Regions from separate parts of the Sus scrofa genome. Here region 2 is linked to region 1. Evidence: chromatin contacts called from public HiChIP or PLAC-seq data. All regions are on one chromosome and are shown on one strand. The core of a region is the stretch at or near the end of the contact, and the rest is flanking DNA. Distances in the headings are between cores, read along the strand shown. Region 1 holds the start of NDUFC2 (NADH dehydrogenase (ubiquinone) 1, subcomplex unknown, 2, 14.5kDa). Region 2 holds the start of NARS2 (probable asparagine--tRNA ligase, mitochondrial).

What was found. HiChIP or PLAC-seq counts read pairs in DNA pulled down with a chosen protein or histone mark.
Region 2: an H3K27ac HiChIP or PLAC-seq map of alveolar macrophages shows a contact between it and region 1. The contact joins the promoter of NARS2 here to the promoter of NDUFC2 in region 1. A contact is called at or near these places in 1 of 5 promoter capture datasets (liver) and 2 of 2 datasets of contacts at active chromatin or transcription factors (alveolar macrophages and skeletal muscle).

What each region holds. Positions count from the first base shown.
Region 1 is chr9:12,491,053-12,493,973 of Sscrofa11.1, reverse strand. NDUFC2 (NADH dehydrogenase (ubiquinone) 1, subcomplex unknown, 2, 14.5kDa) reads left to right here and starts at 1,467. Exons shown (of 3, transcript NM_001244743.1): 1 at 1,467-1,756. The coding sequence starts at 1,582.
Region 2 is chr9:13,009,327-13,012,152 of Sscrofa11.1, reverse strand. NARS2 (probable asparagine--tRNA ligase, mitochondrial) reads left to right here and starts at 1,256. Exons shown (of 14, transcript XR_002335551.1): 1 at 1,256-1,738.

The DNA.
Region 1 (2,921 bases), core at 218-2,717:
GGTGTAGGTTGCAGACACGGCTCAGATCTGGCATGGCTGTGGCATAGGCCAGCAGCTATCGCTCCAATATGACCTGTAGCCTGGGAACCTCCATATGGCGGGGGTGCAGCCCTAAAAAGACAGACAGAAAGAAAGAAAAATGAACAGAAGGTGCACGCTTCAGCAGCAGAAATACTAAAAAAATGTGTAAACCTCACTGGAATATTTGTGTTTGCCTAGTGGTTCATCTAGTGCTGGAAAATTTGCATAATCCTGAAATAGATTTTTGGTGGTTTTCATTCTTTTGATATAATTTTAAAAGAAACATTTAGTTAAAAAAAAAAAAAAAGACTGCAGGGATCTCTCTTGTGGTACAGTGGGTTAGGAATCCCAGTCACCCCTGTGGCCCAGATTCAGCCCCTGGCCTGGAAACTTCCATATGCTGCAGGCATGCCAAAAAAAAAGATTGCACAATAAAACTTTTTGTATATTATACTAGTATTTACGCAAGAGAGCTCCTCAGACATGTAATTACTGGGTCAAAAAGCGAATTTTGACCTCTGGAACATTTGCTGCCTTCCAGAAAACTGTTCCAATATACATTCCTTTAGAAAACCCTAACTTGAAATATACACAGATCTAGAAGTGCTTTTTGTAGGCATAAAAGACCCATCTTTTATTAATTGATATATTCTTCCACTTTGAAGGTCAATACCTGATGCATATAACTTTGCATGAACCTCTGGTTTAACGAATATTTCTCTAGATAAAATGTTGATCCCGCTAAAGAATAGACAAGAAAAGACATTTTAGCTCCTTGTTAGGAAACGCTGTCTAGACAGAGAGCTATTCAGAGATCTGAGTGCTTCAGTATTGGAGGCGGGCTAGTGGAGACTGGACAATTACTTGACAGATTGTTATGGATTCCTTCTTTTTTTTTTTTTTTTTTCACTCCTCAAACCTTTAGGAAATAGCTCGTCTCCCAGCCACGGGCAAGGACCTGAAGACCCAGGCTAAATTTCGATTTTGGCTACATGACCCAGTCTTGACTTCTGTGAATTCTTTATGGCTGACTGGACGTTAATTTTAGATTTTGAAAGGTGTGTCTGTGCGAATGAACGATGGGAAACCCAAAAAGTGAAAACTAGCTTTTATAAAAATGTAATTAATTACGTTTCTTAAAACTAACCATCAAACGCATTTGTTAATGTCATATGCAAAAATAAATTCTTGCTGAAGGAACATTCGGGGAAGGAGAGGCAATTGCGATTGGGAGGTTGAGAGAGAGAGAGAGAAAAGGGGTGTGGGGGGGGCTCGTTTTGCTTGGCATCTCGACCCCAGGAACCAAGCCTCCAAAACTCCACCAGTGGAGTCAGCGCCGGGAGTCAGGCGAACAGTGTGGGCCACTTAGTAGCCCGGAACCTCGCTTCCGCGGCTCCGGTAGCAGCGCGCACGGGGAAGCGTTTGGGCGCCGCACCGCCCTGCGCGATGCCCTTCAGCCCCGCGCTCGGAGGAGAAGGCTTGTGGCTTGGGCTCCTGCAGTGGTCGTGGTGCTTTTCTTTGTAGTTGGCGGCCTGAAACCAGGCCTCAAGTGGGAACGGCATGACCATGATGAGCGGACGGCCGGGCCGAGTGCCCTTACAGTTCCTTCCGAATGAGGCCCGGAGCCTGCCGCCGCCCAAGCTAACCGACCCGCGGCTCGTCTACATGGGCTTCTTGGGCTACTGCTCCGGCCTGATTGATAACGCGATCCGGCGGAGGCCAGTGGTGTCGGCCGGTGAGGGCTGCGCGGGCTGGATCGGATGGGAGGAGTGGGGGTCGCGGGGCTCAGGGCCGGCTCCACCTCAGGCTGCGCGAGGTGCCTTCGCTTTTCAGGGCCTTTCGCCTAAAAGGCCCCGCCTCGCCTTCCTGAGGTTTGCGTGCCCGCTCAGCTCCTCAGCATCGGGCCCGACTAGAGCGTCATTGCACTTCAGGTCCAACCGAGGGTGCAATGCAAACCACGACCTCACAGTGAGTCTGTAAGGACCAGGTGTGAACTCCCTGCTCCCCTCTCTGCGCTGTGGGGTGTGCAAAAATGGGTGATCAGTCTGTGCAGTGCACTACTAACACTGCGTGCATTATAGCATTTAGTCTTCCAACACCTTGGGGGAGGGGGGATTATCCACAGTGGGGAAACAGAGCCTGAGAGGGGTTAAAGCAGCTTGCCCAAGGTCATGTGGCGCGTTCTGTTTTCAAACCTCAGAGTCTCTATTCAGAACCAACACTTCTCAGATTTAGTGTGCATACTGATAACTTGGGGGTCTTGTTCAAATGCGGATTCAGATTCCTTAGATCTGGCGACAGTTTTGATGTTCACATTCTCTCAGATGCTGCTGGTCTGGAGACCTCACATAGAGTAGGAGGCTCTAAACCACTGGGTTGTATTTCCTATAGGTCAGTGGCCACCTGCCAGAGATCAACACTGGTAGTAGGTAACACAGTAGCTGTACTAAGGGCTGCAGAAGAGAAAAGAGGGAAACTGTAGAAGGTGTCTTTGAACTCAGCTTTGATATTTATTTTGACAGATACTTAGAGCCTTCCAGGCCCATGAGAGGCCAGTGGGAGTGAATGAGGGGAAGATGAGTGAGTAGGGTGATAAGGCAACAAAGATTTAGGTAGATCATGGCAGTTTGTTCTCTAGGCATACAGGAACCTTACATGCTTTTGAGAGCTGTGAGGGAAAGTGCAGGCATCAGACATGTGTTTTAAAAGGTCAGCTTGGGAGTTCCCGTTGTGATGCAGCGGAAATGAATCTGACTAGTATCCATGAAGATGCGGATTTGATTCCTCTCAGTGGGCCAGGGATCTGGCATTGCTGTGAGCTGTGGGGGTAGGTCACAGACTTGGCTCAGATCCCAAGTTGCTGTGGCTGTGGCTCCAGCTCCAATTCGACCCCTAGCATG
Region 2 (2,826 bases), core at 7-2,506, 520 kb before region 1:
CAGATTTTGCAAACAATACCAAAGGCAAACATTTTTTAAGGCATATAGCTCACATAATTCTGACGGCATTTGGCAGCAAGTTTCCGTGTTTCTGCTCTCAAGGTTTGAGAAGTGTCCAAGAACTAGGGGGGTATTTTCTAGTCTGTCTTGAGAATAGTCTTACAATTCTTCCAGGCTGTCTGCCCTCCTGGAAACCTTTCCTGCCCATCTTCTGGCAGGAAATACTCTTTCTACATCCCAATCTGACAAAATTCTGATCTTCCTCCAAAACTCAGCTTAATTATCTCCTTTGCCACCTCTCCATTTGGCTCATACATGCATATTGGTACTTACTGGTTTATATCACAATTCTCTGTTTTCTTGCTAGTCTCCATCATGTCAAGACCATGAATTCCTTGATGGAAGGAACCATGGTTTTATTTCCCACCTTGAGACACTGATAGCATAATAGTTTAGTGCAAGGAGCCAGGATTTCCGAGTCTAAATCTTATAGAATGTATATCCTTGAGCAATTCATTTAACTTCATCGTGCCTAAGTTCACAAAAAAAGGGCATAATTGCAAAATGGCATAATAAGTAAGTAGTCCTTACTTCTATCTTTTAATTAGAAAACTAATTCATCCATGAGTTACAGGAAATAAAATTATTCGGGGGGATACATTTGAAAGGTGGCTTAATTCATGAACAAGCCATCATTTCCACGTCAAACAAATGCAGATAAATGTGTTGGAAAAAGGAGAGGGCGAGACTTGAAGATTCTGGCAGGCAATGCCCAACACTCCTCCACTGTCCCGCCTTCTCTGACTCGTCTGTCCAAGGTCTCTTCACTTACTCTTACCTGTCAAAGCGCTACCTTTTCCGGCGAGCTATCTTTGGCATACTGCGCTTGGGCTCTGCCAGGGAACTGATCCCCCATTTATTCAGCTGTTTGGATGTCTGGTACCACCCACCTGTAACTTTACCAGGGTCTGTGCTTTGTTTTTCTCTGTTCTCAGAATTCGCAAAGACTGATCCCCTCACGCTAATCTTCTCAACAATCAAGAGTCTCCTCTTGGCCGCCTTCTTTCTGCATCAGTCACTCGGATCTAGCCCCCAGTAGACTATCCGGTTCCTTCAACGCAAGGTTCTTGTGTCTTAGCTCCGCCCTATCTCAGCTCCCGACCCCTTCCCTTCCTCCGCCCCGCCTCCTCTTTAACTGGGGTCACGAGTACGCATGCTCCCTCTGAACCTCCCGGCAGCGTGATGACGTTGGCCTTGGCGTGGTGACGTAGGGGCGGGGGCCGCGCCTCTTTCTGCAGCTACTCAGGCGTGGGTTTAGAATCTGTGAGGGTCTGTGGGGTGTCCCGCGTGCCCAAGGCGCGCGGTTTGTTTTTGGCGTTTGCTGCTGAATGTGTTGTCTCCGTTCCGCCCTTTAGGGAAGCGGGAAGCAGCAGAGGTTCCGTGGGGACCGAGCTGGGACCCTTGAAGGGGAAGGGGTCTCGAGCGCCTAAGGGCTTGCTGCGGCCCGGAAGAGGGGCGAGGAGAGGGTCCCCGCGGGCTGCGTCCGAACGCTCCCTGCATCAGGGCAGGTCACGAGGAGGGCCTGGGCAGCCGCGCGATGTTCGGGGCCCGGTGTCTCCTCCGAGCCCTGCGCTCCTGTTCCTCCGTTCCCTGCCCAAGGCACAAACCTTCAACAAAACTGAGCGTGCGGGACGCTCTCGGTGCCCAGAACGTGAATGGGGAGCGCGTTAAGGTCCAGGTTAGTGTGTCGAAAGCGGGTAGGTTTGTCCTTTTCGTTGACCGATTTGGCACATCCGAGTTCAGGCTTCCCTGGTCCCGTCGGGTCGGACAGAATGACCGGCAGGGGAAAGTTAGAAAAGCTAAGCAATCGTGTGCGTGCGTCCACGTTTTTCTCCTTTTCTTGGCTTGGTAGTTTTCGGAAAACTGTTTAGATACTTGGAAAGTGCTGGAACTTGGCTTTCGTGATACCGCGGCATTATATGTAGACTTGTTAATCTTGCAGAAAAACGAACGAGCCCCTTTTCCTTTGTCCCTTATGTGTATTCACACTTAAGTAGCCCCTTGAGACCAGGAGCCTTTTCTTACCTGTCTTGGTATTCACACATGGCTGACAGAAAAATTTGTTCAACCAAACCAGACCTCTTAGGTCAACTTTTAACCACCTCAGTGCCTAAAATGAGGCTTTGCGTATAACTTTTGTTTAATAAATTAGGAGAAAGAGTGGAGTGTAGCAGTTCGAAGGAGATCTGGAGTCAAGCTGCCTAGGTTTAAATTTCTGCTGTTTAGTAGGTTGTCAGTTTGGGGCACGGCCCTTCATGTGCTCTGAACCTCACTTTCCTCTTATGAGAATGGAAATGATCATAGTCCCTGTCTCACAGAGTCCGAAAAGTTAGTTAGAAAAATTTGGGACAGTGTCCCACAGTCGGTAAAGACGAGCTGCTCTCATTTCTTTGTTAATACTATAATTTGCAGCAGCTCCACACAGAAGGACCAGACCAAACAAGGTGGTTTGGTTTATTAGGTTGCTGAATCACACTGATGCAATTACTTTTGTCGTCCTCATCTATCTTTGATTTGTAGCAGTATGACCAGTTTCCCCCCTTGCATTTTTGGGGGTTCTTTCTGAGATCCAAATCAAAATATTTTCTGGCATTAATCTATTCAGCATACACTAATGATGCCTTCTGTATGCTAGCCTAGAAAGGATTCAGAGATGAGAACAGAGCCTACTCCGTTAAAGGATTTCTTTTTAGTGCCCTACTCTCTAATTTAGAAGCTACTGGCACTTAGGGCCCTGAGCACTTGAAATGTGGCTAGACTGAATTG